2 separate regions of the Macaca mulatta genome follow, and region 2 is linked to region 1. Evidence: chromatin contacts called from public Hi-C data. All regions are on one chromosome and are shown on one strand. The core of a region is the stretch at or near the end of the contact, and the rest is flanking DNA. Distances in the headings are between cores, read along the strand shown. Region 1 holds the start of SSR3 (signal sequence receptor subunit 3). Region 2 has its middle 77 kb from the start of CCNL1.

Region 1 (7,758 bases), core at 2,300-4,799:
TATTAACTGTTTCTTTTTTCTGGGGTTTCATTTTCAAACTCCCCGAGACAGAGAATCAGGTATGGAGAGCCCAGGCCTGCTCACCAAGGTTTGCCTATTATCCTATCTGTCCAAAATTTCACTAGGGAGAGCTGCAATGTGACAGGACTATGCCTGATAATTGGTGCATAAGAAACTGCTTTTGGCTGCTTGCTCAATATAGGGCTTTTGTGAGCAGGAATGCAGAATCAGAGATTCCACTGCATGGAGGAGACCAGAATTCATTTGTGGTTAAGAGCATGCATCCTGGAATCATATTGCTTGGGTTCATAATTTGACTCCACCATTTACTGGCTGTGGAATCTAAATGAGTTATTTCACTAATCTGAGTCTCAGTTTCTTCATCTGACAAATGGGGATAGCAAAAACATCTACCTCCTAGGGTTGCTGTAGGGATGACTCAGACAATATGTGTGAAGGACAAAGCACAGAGGTGGACATATAACAAAGACTCAATTCATGTTGGTTATTATAATCAAAATAATCATGATTATTTTTTGGATACTTTCACAGGTTTTGGACAGCACTTTTCATGTAGTAGCTTCTCAATAAATATTTGCTGAATGAGTACATGAACTAACGAATTAGTCAAATATCAGTGGCTGAAATATGTAGTCTGGCTGAGTAAATCATTTTACAGGTGATACTTTAAAACATTATACTTAGGGACTAATATAAGTGTTCCATCTCTTTTACAATTATTCCCATCATGAGATTTGCATTTCAAGTAGGCTTTAAAACAGAGGAGATTTTTCTTTTTTTTTTTTTTTTCCCTCCCCACAGTAGCCCTGGATGATCCATTTGTTATTCTTTGAAGGTCCTAGTGAAAAGCTAGCAGCGGCTTTCTATATTGGCTAGGCAACTTGCAGTGTCTGACACAGAAAAATATGTTAATTTTTAGCATGCTAGATTTTCTTTCACAAAGTCATCAGTAATCTCTTACCATATACCTGACAGCAATAAATATTATTGCTTGGGTTTTTCCCCCAATCTGGAAAGAACAAAGTGATATAATAGAAATGTTAAGCCTGAAATTCATAGATTAGACACAGACTGGTATGGAATCAAGTGCATTTGATTCCTTTAGAGTTAAGCTGTGTTGAAATGGGTAAAATATATTGTAGATCTTTGCTTGGGTAGAATTTATTACCCACTTCTCTTTCTGTTTCTTAGCACATTGTATACCCTGCTTGTCCAGTGTGCCACAGCTATATATGCCACATACAAGTGATCCTTAGGTCTTGCTGCTTGCTTTTCAAAGGGAACTAGGTAGCTCTGGTGCAAGAAAACACTGCTTCAGTACTCCAAGCGTGCTACCTTCATAACTGTAATTGTTGCCATTACCAAAAATGTTATATCATAAGTATTATTCCCTATCATATTTCTCTAATTTACCCCCCATGAAAGTAATTTAAAACTCCTATTTTAGATTATCTTCTGTTTATAGTTATCTGTAGCTTTAAAAAATGTATTAATTTTTTTCTATTAGTTCTTTTATTATATCAATTGTAACATTTATATCCACTCAACATTTCAAACTTTTATCTTTCCTATTTTAGTTGTTAAAATATTTTTCTCAGGCATAATTCTTTTTAATCTCATAATTATTGTTTCTTCTTTTCTTCTTTTAAAAGAAAGATGATTGTTGTCTCTTTGGATCTTTTAGTTTTGTGAGTTTTTTTTTTTTTTTTTTTTTTTGATGGAGTCTTGCTCTGTTGCCAGGCTGGAGTCGGAGTATAGCGGTGCGATCTTGGCTCACTGCAACCTCCGTCTCCCGGGTTCAAGTGATTCTCCTGCCTCAGCCTCCTGAGTACCTGGGGACTACAGGTGTGTACCACCATGACAGGCTAATTTTCGTATTTTTAGTAGAGACGAGGTTTCACCATGTTGGCCAGGATGGTCTCGATCTCTTGACCTTGTGATCCATCCACCTTGGTCGCCCAAAGTGCTGGAATTACAGGCATGAGCCACTGTGCCCAGCCTCTGATTTTTATCTTTTATCTTCTTTTTATATCCTTTGTTTGTTTATAAATAGGCAAAAGAAAATCTAGTTATAGAGACAGATCCAAAAAGTTTTATTTATGAATTGGTCACAGATGGAGAAGGAAAAAAATAATTAGTGTTGAAACCCACCATTTTAACCAGAGCAAATGGGTTTAAAAGAATGCAACTGAGATAGGAAAAACTGGGGGAGGAGTATGTTGTAAGAGAAAAATAATACTTTCTTTTTCTATCACTACCATGTAATAAGGAGCATTTTTAACATCAAAAAAGACATAAACCCAGATATTTTAAAATGAATACTTTTGATTTTCTGAAAAATTCAATAGATGGTCTGTTTTCTTTTTCATTTTGTGGTGAATTAATGAAAATTTCTGGCATTAAGGAATACTTGCAGTAGATAATGGAAGGATTTATATTTCAGGAAAACTCACTCTGGTACCTGTATAGAGAATAGATTGGAAAATATTGAAGACAAAAGCTCAATTAGGACTAGTAATAGGAAGCTGTGGAGGTAGATTACAATTTGAATACTGTGAGGAAGAAAGGTATCTACAAAACTGTTGATAAGGAGGCTGGAGGTTGAGGAAGTTGTGCCTAATGCACTGGCGTGTTCTCAGTAATGAAAAGCAGCATTTGCTGGGAGTGATGTGGTGGAATTTTTTTTTTTTTTTTGAATAAAAGATAATGTGTTGAGTTAAAAATGGAATCCAGCTGTTTTAATAGGCATACTTAAATCTTTCTGAGCTTCAGAGAAGGAGTCCTGCCTAGCCAACCTGTTCTTAGTATTATGTTTTATTTAGCATGGCTTTGGAAGCCACAAAACTCTATACGTTTATTTGAAATAAAATAGTAAGTAACTTGTAAGTGTATCAGACATATATTAAATATTACCTTCATCAGTAAGATCATGAGTTTCTCAAAAACAAGAGTCCCATTTTCTTCCTACAGAGGTGGCCTACTGTTTAGTGAAAAGAGCCCACACCTTGGAGAGCCACACCGCAGATCTACCACCCTCAGGCTCTTCATCTTCAGTGGCGGTAATGACGCGCACGTCATAAGATTCTTCAAGGTATTTGGTGAAATAAAGGATGTGTAAAGGAGAAGGGATTTTACATGAGTTAGCTATACCTTTCTCTTCTTTCTCCTTCAATGTACTCAGTCCTGGGTACGTACAGAGGGCACTAATGGCGTGGGGCCAGAAGAGCTTTTAATTTTGGAATTCTGAAGAACTGAGAACTCATGACCCTGTCATCAGCTCTGAAGTGGAATATAAATAAAGTTTTGTCAATTTTTTTTTAAAGCACCCACTAAACTACAAATCCCTTCTCTCTCCTCGAGGTGGACGGGTCACGTGGCTTTCCAGGAATCCGGAAGTCTGGTCCGCTCGCCCAATCACGCCCGGAATCCTAGCTAGCGGCGCCAGGTTGGCCATTCCTGGGGAAGCTTGCTCTCCGCCAAGCCGGGTCCCGCCTCCGCGCGCCGCGCTGACGGGTCGTTAGCGGATACGGCGGCCGCAGGGGCGGAGTCAGGGGCCTTTGCCCGCCTTGGCGGCCGGCTCTACCTTCCAAGTTCTCGCCTCCTGCTCCGCCATGGCTCCCAAAGGCAGCTCCAAACAGCAGTCCGAGGAGGACCTGCTCCTGCAGGATTTCAGCCGCAATCTCTCGGCCAAGTCCTCCGCGCTCTTCTTCGGGAACGCGTTCATCGTGTCCGCCATCCCCATCTGTGAGTGCTGGGAGCGAGGCTGGTTTGGGAGGCCGCGGGCGGGTCGGGCTGGGCGGGGACGTGGCAGGACCCAGCGAGCAGGCCAGGCGCGGGTGCCGGCCGGGGGTCTGCGATCTCTCCAGGTCCCCTGAGCTCGGGGAGGCACAGAGCCTCTTCTTTTGGCACGGCGTTGTCGCCTGGGATTCTCCTGTTAAAGCACTCCGGGAGGTCACTTGTTAAAAGTACGCACGTTCCCGAGCTCTACCCCCGGAGAAGGTGGTTAACTAGTTCTGGGGTGGCGGCCCCGAATCTGTATTTAAACACACTCAAGCATACTGCCTGCTGCTCTTTTCCATACAACTGTTGCTTGCCGTTACGAAATTTTAAACTTACGTTATTACTTATTTTGTATAAATTAATTAGGTGAGAGACCCATGAAGTAACCCACTGAATTAGAAGTGCATCTTTACGTGAGCTACTTTACACCACTGCATAATTTTCCTGGTTTTTGCAGAAAGAGAGAAATTGAAGTGCCAGGGGTTGGGGATCTACCTTGTTTAGACTTTTTAAATAATCCCACTGTACCAATTCTAGAATTCTCACTGGGTTGGGAAAGTGCAGACTTGCACAATGTTGTTTTTAGTAGAGCTCAAGGTTCCAGAACTCTTGTCTTTTGCTGCACTGTTGTTGGGGCATTTAAAACCAAATGTATTTTTCTCTTTTGTCCTTATACAACCCAGCGTGCAATAAACGTGATGTGAAGCCATATTATGGCTCACTCATTTGACAGCACTGCTTGGATTTCTGATAACAGCCACGTCAGCAAGGAAACTATGGTTTGGGACTGCACGTGGCATTTTGGAATGGCCTGTATTTAGCATGCTAGTACCCTGATGAATGAAATTCGAAGTCTGACTTGTGATTACGTTGAGCCAGAGTTTGTTCTCATTTTAGAAGCAGAAATCTCATCTGAACTAGTAATAGGAAGGTGATGTTTTTCAAATGTTCTGAACTGGAAGGCTTGAGACTATACTGTTAACTGGTTATCTCACTTCTGAAGATCCTCAGATACTGTATTGATTGCATAACTAATAACCTGGTATTTTACCAGGCTTAGCTTTAAATAATTTCGCAGGCTTTTGTTATGGGGTTGTAATGTTTTGTTTCTTTTTGTACTTTCCCCCTTTTATTTTAATTCAGGGTTATACTGGAGAATATGGCATATGGATCTTATTCAGTCTGCTGTTTTGTATAGTGTGATGACCCTAGTAAGCACATATTTGGTAGCCTTTGCATACAAGAATGTGAAATTTGTTCTCAAGCACAAGTAAGTATGTTTTTCAAGTGAAAGTACGTACTACGTGTTGTATTTTTATGTCTTCTTAGAGATCGTTTGTGTGTGTTGGTTTTAATAAGCATTAATTTGAGATATCTATGTATTAATATATATATTTTGGGGGAAAGGAACATTGATGCTAGGAAGAATTATTAACTAACTGAAGTGGAGACAATCATTCTGACATGGCTACAGAAGATTTTGAGGGTGGAATTAGAACACCTAAGCCCAAGCCTTAATAGGAGGTTCATCGGAGAAACAAACCCACCAAGTAAATTAACATTTCAAAAGCTAAATGTAATTCTTTATGGAGAGAATTGTTCTGGGCTCTTCACGTATTGTTTTTGGAAGTTAAAGAAATGATCTTTTTGTCATTATTATTATTATTATTATTATTATTATTATTTTTGAGACTGCATCTCGCTGTGTCGCCCAGGCTGGAGTGCAGTGGCCGGATCTCAGCTCACTGCAAGCTCTGCCTCCCGGGTTTACGCCATTCTCCTGCCTCAGCCTCCCGAGTAGCTGGGACTACAGCCGCCACCTCGCCCGGCTAGTTTTTGTATTTTTTAGTAGAGACGGGGTTTCACCATGTTAGCCAAGGATGGTCTCGATCTCCTGACCTAGTGATTCCCCCGTCTCAGCCTCCCAAAGTGCTGCATTATTATTTTTTGAGATAAGGTCTAGCTCTGTTGCCCAGGCTGCAGTGCAGTGGCATGATCATGGCTCACTGCAGCCTCAACCTTCCCAGGCTCAAGCGATCCTCCCACCTCAGCCTCCCAAGTAGCTGGGACTACAGGTGCAGGCCACCATGCCCAGCTAATTTTTTTGTCGAGACAGGCCACGTTGACCAGGCTGGTCTTTTTGTTTTATTACTTTTTTTAAAAATTAAACTCTCTGTCATTTTCAATGCTAATTACATTTGTTTTCATACAAGTGTATAAAATGTAAAGGATTAACATATTCTAAGATCACACATGTTGTAAAATACAGCTTTTAGAGAAGAAAACTCAAGCCTCACCACCATAAATTTAAACATTAATTATAAGCAATTAAATATTCTAGTTTCATAGAGGTTAAAATGCAGGAGCATCTAGACTTAGGAAAGATGGTAACATTTATTATTTCTCAGTGTCATGGTCCTCATTGTCTCATTGGAAGTGGTATAAATTATTGTTTAATTGACGCCCTTTGATGTTGCTTTCATGTACACTGTGATACTTGGGTAGGGATAGCAGGATTATTTCCCTCCTTCCTTCATGGGGCCATCTAGGTGCCATATTGCTTTGGAAGTAATTTCTTAAAGGCAATTGGAATTTCACTGAGACTTGAAGTGTGGACATACTTTGTATGTGCATTATCTTTTCATCCGTAGTTCTCACTCTAGTTTGGACACTGTTTATACTCATATTGCTGTAACAGCCTCCATCTGGTCTTTTAAAACAAGTTTATGGCCCACCCTGCCATGTACTATATAAAGCACATTACCCTATGTAATCCTTAGAGCATCCATATGAAGTGCAGGTATTTCCCTTGTTTTTTTTTTTTGAGACAAGAGTCTCACTCTATTGCCCAGGCTGGAGTGCAGTGGCCCAATCTTGGCTTACTGCAACCTCTGCCTCCTGGGATCAAGCGATCCTCTCACATCAGCCTCCCAAATAGCTGGGACTACAGGCACGCACTACTACCCCGCCTGGCTAATTTTTGTATGTTTTGTAGAGATGGAGTTTTACCATGTTGCCCAGGCTGGTCCTGAACTTCTGAGGGCTCAAGTGATCCATCTGCCGCGGTCTCCCAAAGTGCTAGGATTACAGGTGTGAGCTGCCACGTCCAGCCATGGCCTCTTTTTTTTAACATGTATTAAATTCTAGACCTCTGGAATGCAAGTCATCTGCTTCCTTCCTATGAGTCTGGCCTCATCTTTCAGAATTAGGCTTTAACTCTTCTGCCTCGCCCTCACATCATCCTTTGACCATGTCTTGTGCCCTCCCCCATTTAGGATTAACTTACTTCCTTTCCATTCTTACCTGTGTTTTATTTTGAGACCTAGGAATCTTTTCCAGAGAAACCCTTCCTGACTTTGATCATTTCTTTGCTTTGTTGTCCCAGTGTTAGACTCTTTCGGAGAATGAGGAATAGAAACATGTTGAGATGATCTCAGTTAACAGGGATTTATTTTAAGAAATGGCCCAGAATGGCCTCAGCGGCTGAAGTGGCCTTCACAGTTTCCTTCCTATTGTTCTGGACACAAAGGAGCTCAGGTTTCGGGGCAGCCGTTCTGATGGACCAGCAGAGAAATTGGGTTATCTTTGTTATCTTTCTGCTTGGCAGCCCCTCAACCAACTGCCATTCCAGGATTCAACTCATGTTGGCCTCCACTGTATGGGACTGTTTCTTGTGAGGCGTGGCCATTTGTGCATCGGGAAGCCCTCGCAAGTGGGCATCTTGTATGACCCATTCTTTGTAATACTCTTGGAACTCAGTCCCTTTGAGACTTACGTTTTTTACTTGTTCTTCATATCATTTTTCATTCATCTCTTTAGAATCAAAGTCATGTTCTTTTTACCTTCTCATTTCTACTTTAGGCTTCTTGAAGACACCCGCCATATCTTATTTTATACCCCTTAAAGCAGTTAATGGTACATTTAGTTCAGTAAAATTTCACTGACTTACTGACTTAA
Region 2 (6,794 bases), core at 3,705-6,204, 530 kb before region 1:
TTGGCGTGTGACCTTTTTCTTTATTCAATTTGGGGTCCTGATCACTTCCTTCCTCTGCCGCCCTACCTTCCCACCGATCTCTACCCCCACAGGCAGCTTTTGGCTGAATCCATTTAATAATAACAGTGTGAGTGCCAAGTGGGTTGTATAAAATCCTTAGGGAGAGCTGTGAAATGAAGCACATTGTTCTTCAGGGCTCCTAGGGACCAGAATGTACCCATCAACAAAAACTAATATGCAATAAAATTATATGTCTTTCTCTATAATTTATGCAGAGTGGGATCATGCTGCAATGAGGCCATAAATAGCTCTTGGTATATGTGGTAGGCAGCCTCTAAAACAGCCCCTGATAATCATCACTTCCTGATATTCTCTCTCTCATGTAACCTCTTCTTCAACCTGGGCTGGATGGACCTGGTACTTGGTTTTAAACAAACTGAATACGGCAAAAGTGATGGGATGTCACTTCCAAGATTGGGTTACAAAAAGTCTCTCTCTAAGCCAACTGCCATGGTGGGACCTGCCTCATGGAGAGGCCTATGTGGCAAGGAACTGATGTCTCTAGCCAGCAGCCACAGCAGTGAACCTGGAAGGTCACCCTCCCTTGGTAGAACCTTGAGTTGACTTTGGTCCTGGCTGACACCTTGATTACAGCCTGTGAGACCCTGAGCCAGAGGACTGCTAATTTACAACTGTGTTCCCGACCCATGAAAACTATACGATAACACACGTTAACTGTTTTAAGCTTCTCAGTTTTGGGGTAATTTGCTATGCAGCAATAGAAGACTAACACAGTATATTCCTTAAAGCAGATAGACCCTCCTGCTCCAGTAACCCCACCAGAGTTCTGTCTCCAGACTTACCTCCTGCTACAGCCTCTCTATCACCCCTGGGGACACTTTTGGGGCACATCTTACTCTTAGGTGCCTTTTTAGGAGCTATTTCTTTTGCTGAAACAACCAGCCTCCTCTTCTTCACAAGATAAATTCCTGCTCATCCCTTGACACCTGGATCAGATGTGACCTCTGGAGAACCTTCCTGACTCAGCCAGGCAGAGCTGCTACATCCAGCCTTGGGGTCTCCACAGCGCTTTGCTTCTGCCTGTGCTGCAGCATATCCCATGGCACTGTCCTTATTGGTAGGCCTGCTAGGCTGCAGCTCCAGGAGCGCAGGAAATGTTTCTTCATCTTCCAGTCCCTGGTGCCTAGCACAGCACCATGGTAAAACATCATTCTTGGAACAGATTACCAAGTGTCTTACAGGAGCAGGGATCCCAGGCAGAAGAGAACATCTGGTAACTAGTTCCACTCTCACCTGATGCAGGGATCTTACTACAGCATCCTCAAAATGTTCGGAAGAAGACCACTTTGGTTAATTGGACTACACACACACACACACACACACACACACACACACACACACTCCAATATTATATTATATTGAACACTCCATCAGCAGATTAAATGCTCTAGCAGTCAGCAGTGGTTTGAAGCTCTCTTGATCTGATCCCAGCCCCTTGATCCATCATTTAAGGTCATGGGGGCTTGAAAGTTGACAGTCCTATAATTTGAGTTATCATCATTTCCGTCCATGACCTTGAAGTTGATATGTCCCAGGCATCATGGACAGGCTTTACTTCATTTTTAGAGCAAGCTAGAAAGAAATCATGAAGGCATCCCAAGGGACAAGTTAAAGGGACATCCTTAGAGACAAACCTGAAAGAAGGGAGGGTTGTGCTTTTCTCTCAGATGGTGATCTAGCCCATGAAGGGAGGGGCTCATTGCAGGGTAAGGCTGTTGGAAGATCTTTCAGGAGTGGAATATGTTGTAAGCCTATCTACCCCATCATCATTTTCCCCTCCGTTGTCCCTCTCCTAGACCCCAACTCACCTGTAGCAAATAGCTTCTTAACTGGTCTAATGACATTTAGTTATGACATTTTCCAAGTTGTTCTCCACAGGGAGATCAAACTCTTTCTCAAATGCACATTGAATCACATAACACCTGTCCACTTCAACACTCCAGTGGCTGCCTGTGCATGGCCTTCCCCAGCCTGGTTGAGAATCTCGCCTCCTTGCTGTCTACATTCAGGTCACACTTGCCATCTTTCATGGCCTTGAATACGCATGTGCAGCCCCACTCTAGGGGATGCCCAGGACCCATTGGGCTTAGTTAATCCTATTGTTCCTTCAGATTTTATTTCACTCATCATTTCCTCAGAGATTTCCCTGATGTCCCTTATTAACAAAATCCCCTCATTATATACCCAGGACCCCACACATTGCAATGATGTTAATTTGTGTGGGTATTTGATCAAGGTCCTCTCCTTTACCATGCCTGTCTTTGCTGACCCTGTATTCTTGGTACCTAGTATAACCTGGTAAAGAGCAGGATTCAATCAGTATTTGTTGAATAAGTGAATGAATGAATGAATGAATGAATGAATGATGGGTGCTCTTTGAGGGTACCTGGAGGAAAAACAGAAACGTGGGGAGAATGAGAATTTAATGGAACCCAAAGCTGGGGCATAGAAAAGTAATTTGAAGTATACCACCATCCTAAAATGACTGTTGGACTTTCTTTAGACTGAGTGTGAACAACATTTACAGTTAGATGTAACTCCATTCCCCCAGGCTACAGCAGCCTCCGGGAAAACCTAGGATTTCAAGATGATTTCCAGAGCCTTTGGCTGTGCCTCCTACCCCTGCCACCCCATCAAGCCACACTAGCCCTCCCTCCCTCAGGAGCTGATGCTGGCTCTCCTCTGGGGAGGGGAGGAAGGGTGGAGTTGGGGGCGGATGATACCTCAGGTCCCCTTACTGAGAGTCTCCCTGTGTTACTGCCACCCCTAGCACAGCCGCCACAGTCTTTATCCCAGGCATGATCTGCTTGCTGCCTGCGGCTCCACTCTGCTTCACAGGGTGCCTGACGGCCACCATTGTTGTGACTGTCCTTGCTGGGGCCTCTACTCTTGGTGGTGGGGAATTTGTTTTCCTACAAGTGTGGAAAGCTTTTCAGCAAGCCACTGGTGGAGCAATAATTGATTTCCTTCTTTCCCTTAGATGATTCCCACCCTTCCTTGATTGTCATCTCTCTTAGCAGTTTTGTAGCAGGCAAATAATTTTCCCTTACTTGTTCACAAATCTTAAATCTAGGAGTACAGGACCTGCTCATTGTTTTTATTTCCTAATTTCTGTTTCTTTCAGGGCTCAGGGAGGACTGACAGTACTAGCTAGAGTTGACGACCATTCATCCAACAAACATTTACTGCACAAGGGAGAGAGGTGATCAAGGCACTGCCCTTGTCCCCAGGAAGCTCGCCAGTGCATGGGACTCTGTGCAGGTGCCTTCACCTCTGGATTAGGTATTTGACTGTCAGGCCATGGCTGAGCATCCATCCTCTCTATGCTAATTTTTTCCAAAAGTCAGGAGTTTAGAAGAACACTAATGTGTTTTTCTTCCAGCCTTTCCTGCACAAATGACAACATCATTACCCTCAGCTTTTAAAATGCAAGTCTGTACAGAGATCCCAGAGTCAAGGAGGGCGCCTGAGTCATTTGAGATAATTACCTTTTTTTTTTCTGCCCGAGTCTTGCATATCTGTGAATCAGCAATGGGGAAACTGGCATCAAAAAAAAATAAGGGAGGCTTAAAGTGAGCAAAGCAGAGCAGAACATTGGCAAGAGCTGAGTGCTGCCACAGCAGGAACATCATGCCGATCGTCATCTAAGGGAGCTCATGGTGCTGTCTGCCTCCTCTTAGCAACATCCACACAGGCTGGTACAGTCAGATCATTGTGACTTGGACAGGGATGAAAATACTCAGCTGACACCAATAGCTCCCAGCACAGCCAGGGTATTCTAGAGGTGTGTGGTGTCAGGACAGCCTGTGCGGCCTCATTTATTTACCTGAGTCATCTGAACGAAGCAGTGACTGGCTTTGCCTCGCTCTGGCAAGAACTCGCAACAAACTCAAAGCCTCTTCCTCCATGGCCTTTGCTCCTGCAGCACAGCACTGACATCTTTTTAGCATCATAGACACTGTCACGTGGCAATCAATGACAGATGAACTGTCCCTTCCCTGGGCCACGAGCTCTTCAAGGCGGGAGCCTCAGCCCGGTTTCTTCCATGTCTCCAGGGCCCAGCACAGGGCCTGGCTTCTAGTTGTTTTCTGATGAATAAGCGAATGGCTATAGACATGTACTCTTGGAAACACAAGGGGCTTCTGCAGTGGCAACATGTTCTATAGCACAGTACTGTATTGGTTCTTTACAGCCTGCAGGACCCAAAGAAGGAATGATTTTTGTTTCCTGGAAAAGGTGTACCTCATGAGGGCACTGCTCAAGGGAAGGTGCCCTCAAGTTGGGGATCAAGGGAGGCACAGGTTGATCAAGGCCCCAGGAATTGGAATGGAGGTGTTTATCCTAAGGAGGCTCTGAACATCTGAGGCAGAGCCTCGATTCTCCAGGAAATTGACTTTGCTGGAGAACAAGGCTGGGGGAGGCAGGCTGTCTTAGGGGGAGGAGTCCTATTTCAGCCCCACTGAGACCCCAAAGGCGCACTCCCTTGCTTTACCCAAACTGTCCACCAGGGGGCAGGCAGAGGCAGGAGAAGAGGAAAGCGGGCGGCTGGTCAGGCCCAGCACACCCAGCCTGGCATCCCACAGGCTGGGCTGCCTGACTCAGAAAAGGCCAGGCCGCTCCTCCTGCCTGTTGTGGCCTCTGTGATTTTATATGGTTTGGCCTGTGACATCAGACACCACGTGACCATGGTAACCAAAGTATACAGCCTGGAGTGAATGTTAATAAACAGGAAAGAAATGATCCCTGGTGTCTTACTTTACTCACCATTTGTGGTCTTGTTATCCACGCCTAATGTCTCCTTTATTACCCTGAGCAATCGAGATGTACCTGAATTCAGCAACTTTTTAAAATGAAATGCTAAATTGGGGAAATGTGAGTTGGTTTCCGTGTTTAACTAACTTTGAATATAGTGACATGAGTGACCGCTGCCTCTTGATATCCTGCTCAACACTCCTCTTATGTACAAACATGTAATTTACAAGGAAAATTATTTCCTTGATAATCCCTACATGCCTTCAAAAGTCATTTTCCCCAAAGAAACGTCAGGTGATGGGATCCCGTTATTCGTTAAAGTTTTTCCTAATATCCTCAAGGATTGAAGAAAAACAGCACACCTGTCCTCCTATACAAATTAATGGGCCCAGAGGCCCGGATCTAAAACAAACTAGGACTGAGCATAAAGGAATAAATGTTTTACCAGGCCAGATCACAGAAGTGAAAATCTTTGTGTCGAGATGAGAGCTGCTTCATACGACATCAGAGAGTTTGAAGGTTATAGTTCTCCTGCCTACCAAGAATATCTGATTAGAAGCTTTTTAAACTTTGCCTTAGTGAAGTTAAAGACTCTTTAATAAATTGAATCTTTAATTAGAATAAGAACAAACCGATCATATTACATGAACCAATAGAGAATGATAAAACAGTCCTAAAAGAAATGGTTTTCTAATGGAATCAGAATTCATATGCAAACCTTTCCATGCTGCAGACTTTTTTGAATGCTACCCCTGATTTCATTCCAATAGTATTCACAGCTGAGAAGTATCTTTTAAAGATATAGCATGATATCAAGTTACTTTAATAGTTTGCAAAATACTCTCAAGAATTACCTAAAAATATGCAGTTTCTATGATACCATAGATTCGCTCATCTAAAATTGTTTGATCTTCAATTAAAAACATAAACAGGCTTGGATATATTTGGTCACAGATATTGCCAGAGTTTCCAGATTGTATTGTTCAAAGGTATTTCATAAATATGAAAAAAATGTGTTGAGAAGGCATCCATCTGATTGGGTATTTAGGCTTACAAAGAAAGTAATTACAGGGGCAGAGACTGGGAGTCAGCCCTCATTCATCTCAATTCTCTTTCACATATCAGCATAGCTTGACCTTGATTTTTTAGATGCAAGTAAAGGACATTGATGTAATTCAAATAAATTGGTTTTTTTCAAATATCCTGAGGAGTCTGGAATCAGACACAACAGACTCGATGGACAAAAGCCTGAAGGAGAACCAACTCTGAAGTCATCATAGTGGTTCTAAAAACAGTGTCTTTCCTTCTTATTGACCTAAATTTTCATCTTCTTTCTAGGGATCATTTGCTTGCCACGTCCTTGGGAAAGGTCCACCTGTCGGCTTCTCCTCTCCCTTCCTTCTCGTCTGCATTTGTGTCTTCCGTTGAGATTCCCACCAGGGAATGTCGCTGCCGCCATGGCAGCCTCTGGTCAGCTGAAGTGACCTTCAACCTTCCTTGCCTTTCTCTGAGGGCAGGGGCCTTGCTTCTCCCATTAACAAAGCACTTTCCGTCAACTGTTAGGTTTCTTCACGGTTGATTAAACTGTGTTTATTTAGGATCCTTCTCCTTTTTCTGTGTCCGGCTGCTGACCTGTCTGCCGGCTCATTGTTGGAGGAGAACGCTCACAGGGTAGTCTATCTGACTGCTTGTTAGCAGCTTTGGTAAAGATTTTGTTCTGGAAAATGTTTAGCCTGTTGAAATACTAGTGCATCTTCAAAGCATATGACATTTTGCTTGGATAGTGTTCAGAATTGCTGTTACTGGGTAAGGCCAGAAGCATGTGAAAGAGAAAAACCCAAGCTAGCCTGTGAGCTATAACTGCTAGCATCTCCCTTGAACCTGGTGCATGTTGATCATCTTGCATGAAGCTCCATAAGGCTTCACTTGGTATGCTGTGGTTCTTTTTTTTTTTTTTGAGA

The links. A called contact is a pair of places that touch in the nucleus more often than the background predicts.
Region 2: a contact with region 1 is called in a Hi-C map of blood, with 4 times the contacts expected there. The contact joins the enhancer-like site here to the promoter of SSR3 in region 1. A contact is called at or near these places in 6 of 14 Hi-C or Micro-C datasets (CD4 T cells, blood, cortical neurons and 3 more).

Annotation. Positions count from the first base shown.
Region 1 is chr2:59,734,522-59,742,279 of T2T-MMU8v2.0, reverse strand. It overlaps SSR3 (signal sequence receptor subunit 3), which reads left to right and starts at 3,549. Exons shown (of 5, transcript NM_001266544.1): 1 at 3,549-3,765; 2 at 4,945-5,071. The coding sequence starts at 3,633.
Region 2 is chr2:60,263,306-60,270,099 of T2T-MMU8v2.0, reverse strand. No RefSeq gene overlaps it. Among named protein-coding and RNA genes, the nearest start is that of CCNL1, 77 kb to the left of the region's middle. Within about 2 kb of position 4,954, at least 17 of the 40 cell types and tissues checked have an H3K27ac peak or open chromatin away from gene starts, as enhancers often do. A contact at or near this core is called in blood and cortical neurons, where this site is marked.